Linked DNA regions of Bicyclus anynana: region 1 is linked to region 2. A link is a contact called in public Hi-C data. All regions are on one chromosome and are shown on one strand. Each heading gives the region's core, a stretch centred on a gene start, on an enhancer-like site or on the middle of the called end of the contact. The rest is flanking DNA. Distances are from core to core; before and after follow the strand shown.

Region 1 (4,563 bases), core at 1,881-4,380, 35 kb before region 2:
ATTTACTTTCTACCCATCAAGGACCTTCCTACCACGTAAGTGTAAGTGAACTTGCAGGCTAGATTTTTAGATTTATTTGTTGAAAAACTCGTCTTCATTACCACGCGGTAAGCGTTATTTCTGGAAACGAAGTCTAATTGAAATAAACTGATTTGATTAAAAATTTGCTATATAAGTAAATATAGCAAATTTTAACTCAAATCAGTTTATTAATAACCAAGTAGGCTTAGTTTACATGCAATTTGAAAAATAGTCAGCTTCTGCTAAGTTAGCTGGCAAGGTAAATAATATTTGCTGTTTTTAAAATACTCTTAATAGCAATAAACAGACAAAAACTTTATTGAACAATAAAATATCGAATTCATTAATAAAATGCGGATAGGCGTTAGTTTTGTGTATGCAAAGTGTAGCGGTGACATTAGTTAAGTTATAGTTTAAATTTTTTTTTAAATTCAAGTGTTCAAATCACTCTAAGTCTAAGCTTTAGCTCTGTTACTTCATAATGAGGTGGAACGTAATAAAAGTTATCCCATGGACCATTATTGTCGACTGCATTAATAATAATTGCTGTTGGATTCACCCTGCACTTATTAGAAATCTAAAATTTGAAAAGAATATTTTATACAAGTCAAAATAAAACTTATTTAAGTTATAAAGATTACATATTATTATTAGAGGCTGATAAATAAAATCTTTGTGTAAAAGTGATACTCAAATTAAAATGTTGAAAATATACATAAATGCGTCATAGGTGTTTCGAACATTTAACTGTATAAATATGCTAAGATGAAGTGAGACTGAAAGTCGACTCTATGCCGAGGGGCGTAAACACAAAATCGCGTAAGCGAAAGCTGCGCAAGCGACCGTGGCTCGCACTCTGCTCGCGGTTCAATGACCGACTTTTCACGGGTTTGTCAGCCTTATGTTATATCATCGGCCGAGTCAGTGTCATTGCCGAAATTGCGAACAACGCGTGTGCTAATTTGAATCTTTTCGCTTTCCGCATTGAGACCACTTTTGCTTGCGCGTCCGGAAGTTTTTTGGATGTATCTACCATATTCGTGGTACATTTATGTATTGGTCTTGTAATTTTTATATAAGTACATATATGATTTCAAGATGTTTTTGTTCGTGCATACAAAGTATCATCACGCGCAGGTTAACTTAAAATGAAAATGTTTTGTCTTTTGTTGGTATTTTTATGTAAGTTTAGATGTATGATTGATATAGTATTTATATTTAGGATATTTTTTATTATAATCTGACTGAAAGTAATTTAAGTGTGATAGGTTACAATTGATTTATTTGATATTTTTTCAACATACAGTACGGAATAGATATGAAACGAATGTGGTGATAATATCCATAAATATGTATGGGAAGGGACAGCAGTGGAAAGGAAAAAGGAAAGGAAAGAAGATTGAAGGAAAGAAAGAACATGTGACACCTAAAGCGTAAAAGAGGCGACGAATTGACGCCAGATGACGTTGATGACGTCGACGATTGGTGACGAGAATAGTCAGTGGAAGATATGTGTGATTTTACAAAAAGTGAAATAAGTGCAAAAAAATTACGGCGTTATCCTAATATCTAAAACTTGCCAAATAAATATCTATTCTTGTAATGTATGTATGTATGTATGTAATGTATGTAATGTTTGTAATTGGTTCCAGTAAGAAAGTTATGAAGGTTTTGGCTTTTCTCAAAGTTACTCTTATATAGGCACTGCTGGATACTGATGGCCGGAGACCGTAATGTTTGGAAGGCTATATTAGAGGCCTATGTCCAGCAGTGGACGTTAATCGGTTTATAATAATGATGATGATGATGGATTATGATATACTCGTATTGGTATACTCTACATACAAGCTTGTATAAGACAGGACAACATCTGTCAAGTTAGCTGGCAAGTCGAACGTTCGCTAGTCTCATATATACTGATCTAGATACAAAGTAGACTTGATTTTCAAAGTAAATAAACGACATACAATAATTATAGTTTGTTTACACTGCACGCACATGTCTCGATGTGTGGGTGGGGTGAGTTACGTAATCCGCCTCACGTGCGAACAGTCGCCTTGAAATTGAACTCGCAAGGTTCAAGGTTCGCTTTTTGCAATCATCAACAATGGTGTGTGTATGTGTGTGCATGGGTGAGTTTGCACGCATGTGCTAGGACTTGTTTATTATGATAATTATAGCCTAAAACCCCTCCCAGAGTCATCGCTCCACTATTATAGTTGGGTTTTAATGACCCCTATAGTTGTAATCTGGATAATTGGTCATATCTGGCCGTGTTAATGACTTTCATTGTCTGGAGTTAATAATTATAAGAAATAAGGTATAGATTTTCGTTTAATATTTACTTTAAATTAGTTTATAAATGGATTTTCTATTTACACATCTGTTGAATAATTTTGAAGAAAATATATTGTTAATCTAAACTAAAAAATATTTTTAATAGTTAAATATGAAGATTAATAATTTTATTTAAGCATATAATTCATAAAGTATTAGTATTTTATTTTCGAACATTTTATAAAGTCAATATAGTTTTGTCAATATACCTTATCACTACTGAAATTAACTTATGGTTATATAAATATTATCTATAGTAAACATTAAGCTTTAAGTAGAGAATATTATTAATAATTACTAGTTACTTATAATAAAATAAAAGGCGAGAAGTAAGCAAAAGGAGTAGCTGCGTTTAATAAGATCGCGTTGATGTCTTTTAAACGCAACAACTGATACGAGCTTAAAATATTATTATTTATAAAGGAAAAATATATACAATAACAAAATGCACCCAAATAAATAAATCATTTTCTAATCACTCACCACGACTGCATAATAATCCAGTAAACACGACCGTGGGACATCCAGATCGGGAAAATAAATCCGTAAATATAATCACTAAAGCTTAAAAACTACACTGCACGTCACTTAAAAATATAAGTCTTGTATGAGATCTGAGTTGCTTTCAGTCTGAAACACGTTAGAGGGTCATGTCGGGAGACGGCGCGCGCACCGAGAGCTCCGAATAACTGATAAAGTGTGGCTGGTTCATGGTCGGAGACGTCCTTCCCGCGCAGCCTACAGCCCGCACCGCGCCTGCGCTTCTTCCGCGCTGCGCCCGCGCCGGGTGAATGAACTGCTGCGCGAGCGAGACGGACGCCAATGCCACGGTCGCACGACCACTTCTATCTCGGCAAGGCAATCTAGTACAAGTGTCAATTCTGTTTCCCATTTCTCTAATATTTTGTATTATTGGATACTTCGCTATCTGATTAGCTGGCGTTGAGAATATTCTTATATCTGAAAATAAATAATATAATGTTATTTCTTAAATACATCCCGTTTATTGCGTATTATGGAGTATTTCGAAAATAAATTCTTATTCAATTGATATTTAAAAATATTGAACAGTTTCTTTTTTCATTTATTTAGGAAACAAATAGCATTAACATAAAAACAATAATTTTTACACAACATTAAAACAATAAGTTAATGAATAGAACAAATTTAGATATTCGTACAATATTATTTACACAATTTATACTGAATTTCATGTTTATTGTAAACTAAGTAAAACCGTAAATGTTGAAAAAAATGTATAATTTTTTTTTTGAACATTAAGCAGTATTTGCATTTTTTGCACATAGTATGTATAAACAATAGGCAATATTTTATATTGAAAATTACGCATTAGGTAATTTTCGAAAAACTCACAAATCTGAGACAACGCCACACAGAGCCGGAAGAAAATCCTCCAAGTATGGTTCCTGCAAAAGGGAATCTCATCCTCAGGAGATGTTGAATGAACAATGAAAATTGTAGAGATTGTCAATCACACACTAGAGCCCTTAATTAAAGAAGTGCAAATTTTCCGTCTTCTTAAATCTATAATGTGCTGCATTTGTAAAAATCCTACTTTTTCCAAGAAAAACAAAGGGGTTTTATATATATAAAAAACCCCTTTATTTTACTCAACCATACCCCTGATTTGTTTTTAGGTTGCCTAACTTAATGATAATGTGCTTAACGGTACGTATTTGCCAGTTACGAAGTAAATAGCCACGGCCAAAAGCTCCCACCAGACTAGAACCGAGCCAATTTAGATGATGTAAAAACCGTTATTAATCTGTGCTGAAAATCGAACCCAGGACATCTCAGTTATAGAGAAAAGCATCCACAACTGCGCCAGAAAGGTCTTTAAAAACGTGTTCTACAATTTAATCATGATCCGAGCAGATGTTATTTCATAGGCACGTGGTATTCCAAATATCCTCGTGCTCCAAGTATAATAAGTCGCGGTGAAAGATACTAGATAAGAAAGAAAGGTTTACAGTTAAACAGTTACGTTGTGCATATGGGAGGCAACAAAGGAACATTATGTAACTCCGATCGAAGCCTTAATCACGGTCCGCGATCAGATTGCCTTACCTGCGGGACCCTCATGTTTTTTGCCACTAAAGGGTGCCCATTATGTTACTATATAAAAAACCATAACGGTTCTTCGTCCCAGCACACATTGCGATGACAAAAACATAATAACATTGA
Region 2 (4,503 bases), core at 1,919-4,418:
TTTTTGGCTAGACGAAACGATTTAGTAGTAATAGGTAGAGCATTTTGTTATTGTGCTGGACCGGGGTAGCAGTAAGCAGCATTGCTGAACGGTATAGTTGCCCGTGTGTAAACACATAAGAAGTAACATCTATGCCTCAGATGGCTGGACATAGGGCGGCATTTTTAAAGACGTGTCTCTTGCATCATGAAGTGCTGTTCTGTTTATAGGTGGATGATTTACACTTACCATTAGAATATTTAGACCAATTTTATCAATACTTACTTTAATATGTCGTCGTTTCCTAAATAAGGGTATAAATGTAACTTGAGTTGATTGGATACTGTATTATGTATTATCACTATAATCTTATATGGATTTTACCAACGCAAATATTAAAAATGCAAAATAACCAATAGGCCATGAAGCTTTTATATGAAAAATGCTACAATGCGGAAAGCGCGTGTTTACACATGACTAGATCGTTTACTTTAGTTTTTAAGCTTGTTCAAGTGTAACTAGCTCGAACATAAGTTATAGGCATAAAAACTAATTACTCGGCTAGAAAAGTAGCGCGAGTTAGTTCCTCTTGCGACCGTTCGCAATACGCGGCGCTGGTGGCGCAAGCGCATTGCTAGTAGGAAAGTTGCTTATGACGTCGGAAAGTGTCACGTTGAACCACGCTGAACCACGGCCGGAGTCTTCCGCGGTGCTTGGCCTACTCACGAATTGTCATTCTATCAATCCGTCACCATGACTTTATCTTCGCCATCAGATGATCACACTTCGCTTCAAAAATACGCAGCGCCTTACGGTTGTTTGTGTCAATCATTTTTTGAAACATGATAAATCGACTTCGGTGTTGTAAAGTGACGGGATGTTTTTTTTATGATTCAACGATAATGTAACAGAAAAGAACAATCTGAATATTTTTTTGAGAACGGAGAATGTGCGCATATTCCTCGTTTAGGTTCAAGAACCAGCGTGCGAAGACAGCTGTAATTATTTGAAGGCTCCGAAATTAATAGTTCATTGACTTTTTACTTACCATTTAATATCAATTTACAAAGTTACTGTATTTGAGTTTTTGGTGATAATAAGATAAAAAGTGCTGGGCATGTTTTTTTTATATTTTACTAAATCTGTGTTAATATTATAAAGTGGAAAAAGATTGTTTGTTTATTTGTTTCTATTGCTTCGAAACTACTGAACCGATTTGAAAAATTCTTTCACTGTTTAGAAGCTACACTATCCCTGGGTCCTATATATAATACATTTTGTCTCCGTATTCCTAAGGGAACGGAAACTACGCGGGTAGAACTACGCGTCAAAAGGCGTCTGCTAGTATTAAATAATGAGACTAGATGAAAAAATAATAAATGTTTAGAAAAAGTGACTATATCTATTATAATAATGGGTATAATTAATAGTTATGTATACAGATCTATTATTCTAAAATGAGACAGCGTGACTATATAGTCGATAAACAGGCTTAGTAACACTCGCTGGCGAAATAGAGGTCAATGACAAGACCTATCTATACTTTCAGCATCGATCCGATTCAATCAATAACACTTTTTGTTCCATTATATAAAACGTCTATAGGGTTAGGTGGTTAGTTTCCGGGAAGTGTATAAATAATACCATCGCAATCGCAAAAGAAATCTTCTTATTCGAATTATAAAAGTAAGTACATAAAACGAGTTCGGTTTCATGTTTTTGCGCGTACGCATCCGGCGTTTGCAGCGCTCGGGCCGTCAAAGTATTTCTTTTGATAATTTCATCCTGCAAATGACTTTTGTTTATAAATATTTCTTTTGAATTCAATATGAAATAGATCATAACAGGCAAAAATAGACAATAGTCTATCAGGATTCTAAAATGGATCAAAGGAAGTTTATTTTACGAATACTTTTTTTTTAATAATCATCATATTTTATTTCTTCCTATTATGTGGAGAAGCTGCAGAATGGGGGGCATGCGGTGTGGCGAGGTGGCGCGGAGGGGAGGGGAAACACGCGGTAACCAACGAAACGAAAATTTGTGAGGTCAACGAACGTAAGTGGCCGCACAACCAAACATCAGGTTGATTCACTTTTCATCTACGCTTCGCAATAGGCCTTCGTTGTATATAAAAAGAAAATAGAGAACTCGTTTTGTACAGCGATGAATGCTAATAAAAATATTGCGAAATATTTGTGAATGCTTAACGAGTTAGACAACAATTAATGACATAACTACTGTATTTACTCGTATTGATGATATCATTATTATATTCCGAGTTTCTTGCTTGCGCAATGATAAATATACTGATAAGTATTTCGCGATCCTTAGAGTAAAACTTAACTTTTAATCTACTTTGGGTAATGATGTTTGGAAATCCCTACAAAAGGCCTATGCTGCAGTGGACGCCTTTTGTAGGGATGCTCCTTGCTGGATGCAGGCGGCTCTTTATGGAAGGTCTGGAAAAAACTTTGGTCTTATCAAAACCATTATTGTTTGGTAGTCCTTACAGGAGGCCTTTATCCTTAGCGCTGGTCATTCACCGGGTGGTAATGATAATGATGATATTGATATGATTCTTTTGATCAATATAATTAATGCAATGCAAGTAACAATGTATTGTGCACTAGTGGACGCCCGCAAATCCGTTCGGTGAAATTCTGTTTTTCATAAATCCCGCGTTAACCATGGAATTCACTGAAATAAAAAGTAGCCTATATTCTGCTCCAAGGTTCAATTCATCTCTGTACCAAAGTTCATTAAAATCTGTTTAGTGGTTTAGCTATGAAAAGGTAACGTACACACTAACTTTTACATATATTAGTAAGTCTGGATTATTATTACTAATGATTTAGATTATGAAATGTTTTCTCGGTGCGATAACTGTTGTCAAGTAAGTCCGAGTACATTGACCGTACCACATTAATATTTTTCATTGGTGTCCTTTTTCCTTTCTCCTCGAACACAATGCGTATGTCACCTGTATAAATATTCGACACGAAGCGTACAGAACATTCTGTAACGTGAGTGGTAACGCCAAAAGCATGAGTTTTTACTTTTATCGAGCGAACTTGCGTGATTGCTTTTTCTAGCTCTTATTTCTTACACCATAAAGTATATAATCCCACTGCTATATACTACTTTTAGTTAAGGCTGTATTAAGTAAACCGAATGTCAGATCAGGTCGATGACTTGGTGTTCGGCGGGAATTTTGCGGCCATCACAAGAAGTGGTGGAGTTGCAAAGGCAACGTTGTTATTCCAAGATGTTATTTTTAATGATAGTCAATCGTATTACAATGGAGTAAGGTTTATATTTAAAAAAAATATGTGGCATATATGTTACATTTATATATATACAGAACATAGCATATCAAATTAAAAGATACGTTTAGGTAATTTTTAAAATGTCAAAGGAACTATCTATTGTTCTTTATTATAATTTCCGTAATCTGTACTTTTTTAAATGTTCCATTAAAGCTTTAACTTTGTCTCGGTGCATTTATAGTTTTTTACTAGGAGTTTCTATTTAGTTATTAATTTTAAGAAATATTAAGAAAACAAATAATATGTTTTAAGTGGCCAAAGCCTAATAATAAAAATCCTCAAAACCTTTTAACCATTACTATAAATTTAGATTTATTTACAGTTAATTATTATCATCACAGATAAAATTTAGACTTGTTTACATTATTCTCATCACAATACATATTACAAAAAAAGGAAAATTCAGTAAGATTTAGTGATAATGGGAAAGTTAGTCTTTATTCAACATTTCGTTCGTTTTTTGCATTATTTCGTGTTTTTATTTGTTTTATTGTAAAATAATCGATGACTTGTAAATAAATCCGTTCACTTAAACCAAGAACTACGTAGGTTCAAACTACATAAATACAAGGTTTAAGGTTTGCTTACAAGCTAAATATGTTTAGTCTATTCCGAGCTCTTTTTAGCAGAACCTACCTTCCAATCGTCATATTTGATTATTGTAGTGACTCTACCACCGTAGAGTCACTACAATACAGTTGGTAAACTAAACTAAAATAAACGAATTTTGCATTTCGATTTGAGCTTCATAGCTTCATAGCATCATAAAGTTGGTATGAAAATCACCGTCATTATCATCAAAAAACTGTACCAATTGCTTGCGATGACTAGACATGCCTCATTTTAGGATTTTGTTGGCTCGACCCTAAAATCCTAAAATGTATCATTTTAACTGTTCATCTTATGATTTAATGTAAATACTTTTGTTATAATAATAAATAACGATTTTTATACATAATTCACCCCTTTCAGAACGAAAATAGCAATTGTGACGAAGTGTTTGAAAATCATGTACTGTTCAAATCAAAATGTTTTACATTTTTGGAATCCTTATTATTAAACTAAGTGTACTTTGCCTAGTACATTTTCTTTTCAATGTGACCGTTAAAAGTACATACAAAAAAAATCGTTTAACATTTTTACGCAAAAGCTTACTTTGCAGTAGAAAAAATTTAACTTTCATTACTTGAAACAA

Evidence for each region. Hi-C and Micro-C count contacts between places; a contact is called where the count stands out from the background.
Region 1: a contact with region 2 is called in a Hi-C map of whole larva, with 2.9 times the contacts expected there. The contact joins the promoter of LOC112048387 here to the enhancer-like site in region 2. A contact is called at or near these places in 2 of 2 Hi-C or Micro-C datasets (whole body and whole larva).

The regions. Positions count from the first base shown.
Region 1 is chr7:9,298,760-9,303,322 of ilBicAnyn1.1, reverse strand. LOC112048387 reads right to left here and starts at 3,130. Exons shown (of 9, transcript XM_052882672.1): 1 at 2,842-3,130.
Region 2 is chr7:9,263,381-9,267,883 of ilBicAnyn1.1, reverse strand. No RefSeq gene overlaps it. Among protein-coding and RNA genes, the nearest start is that of LOC112048304, 22 kb to the right of the region's middle. Within about 2 kb of position 3,168, at least 7 of the 8 cell types and tissues checked have open chromatin away from gene starts, as enhancers often do.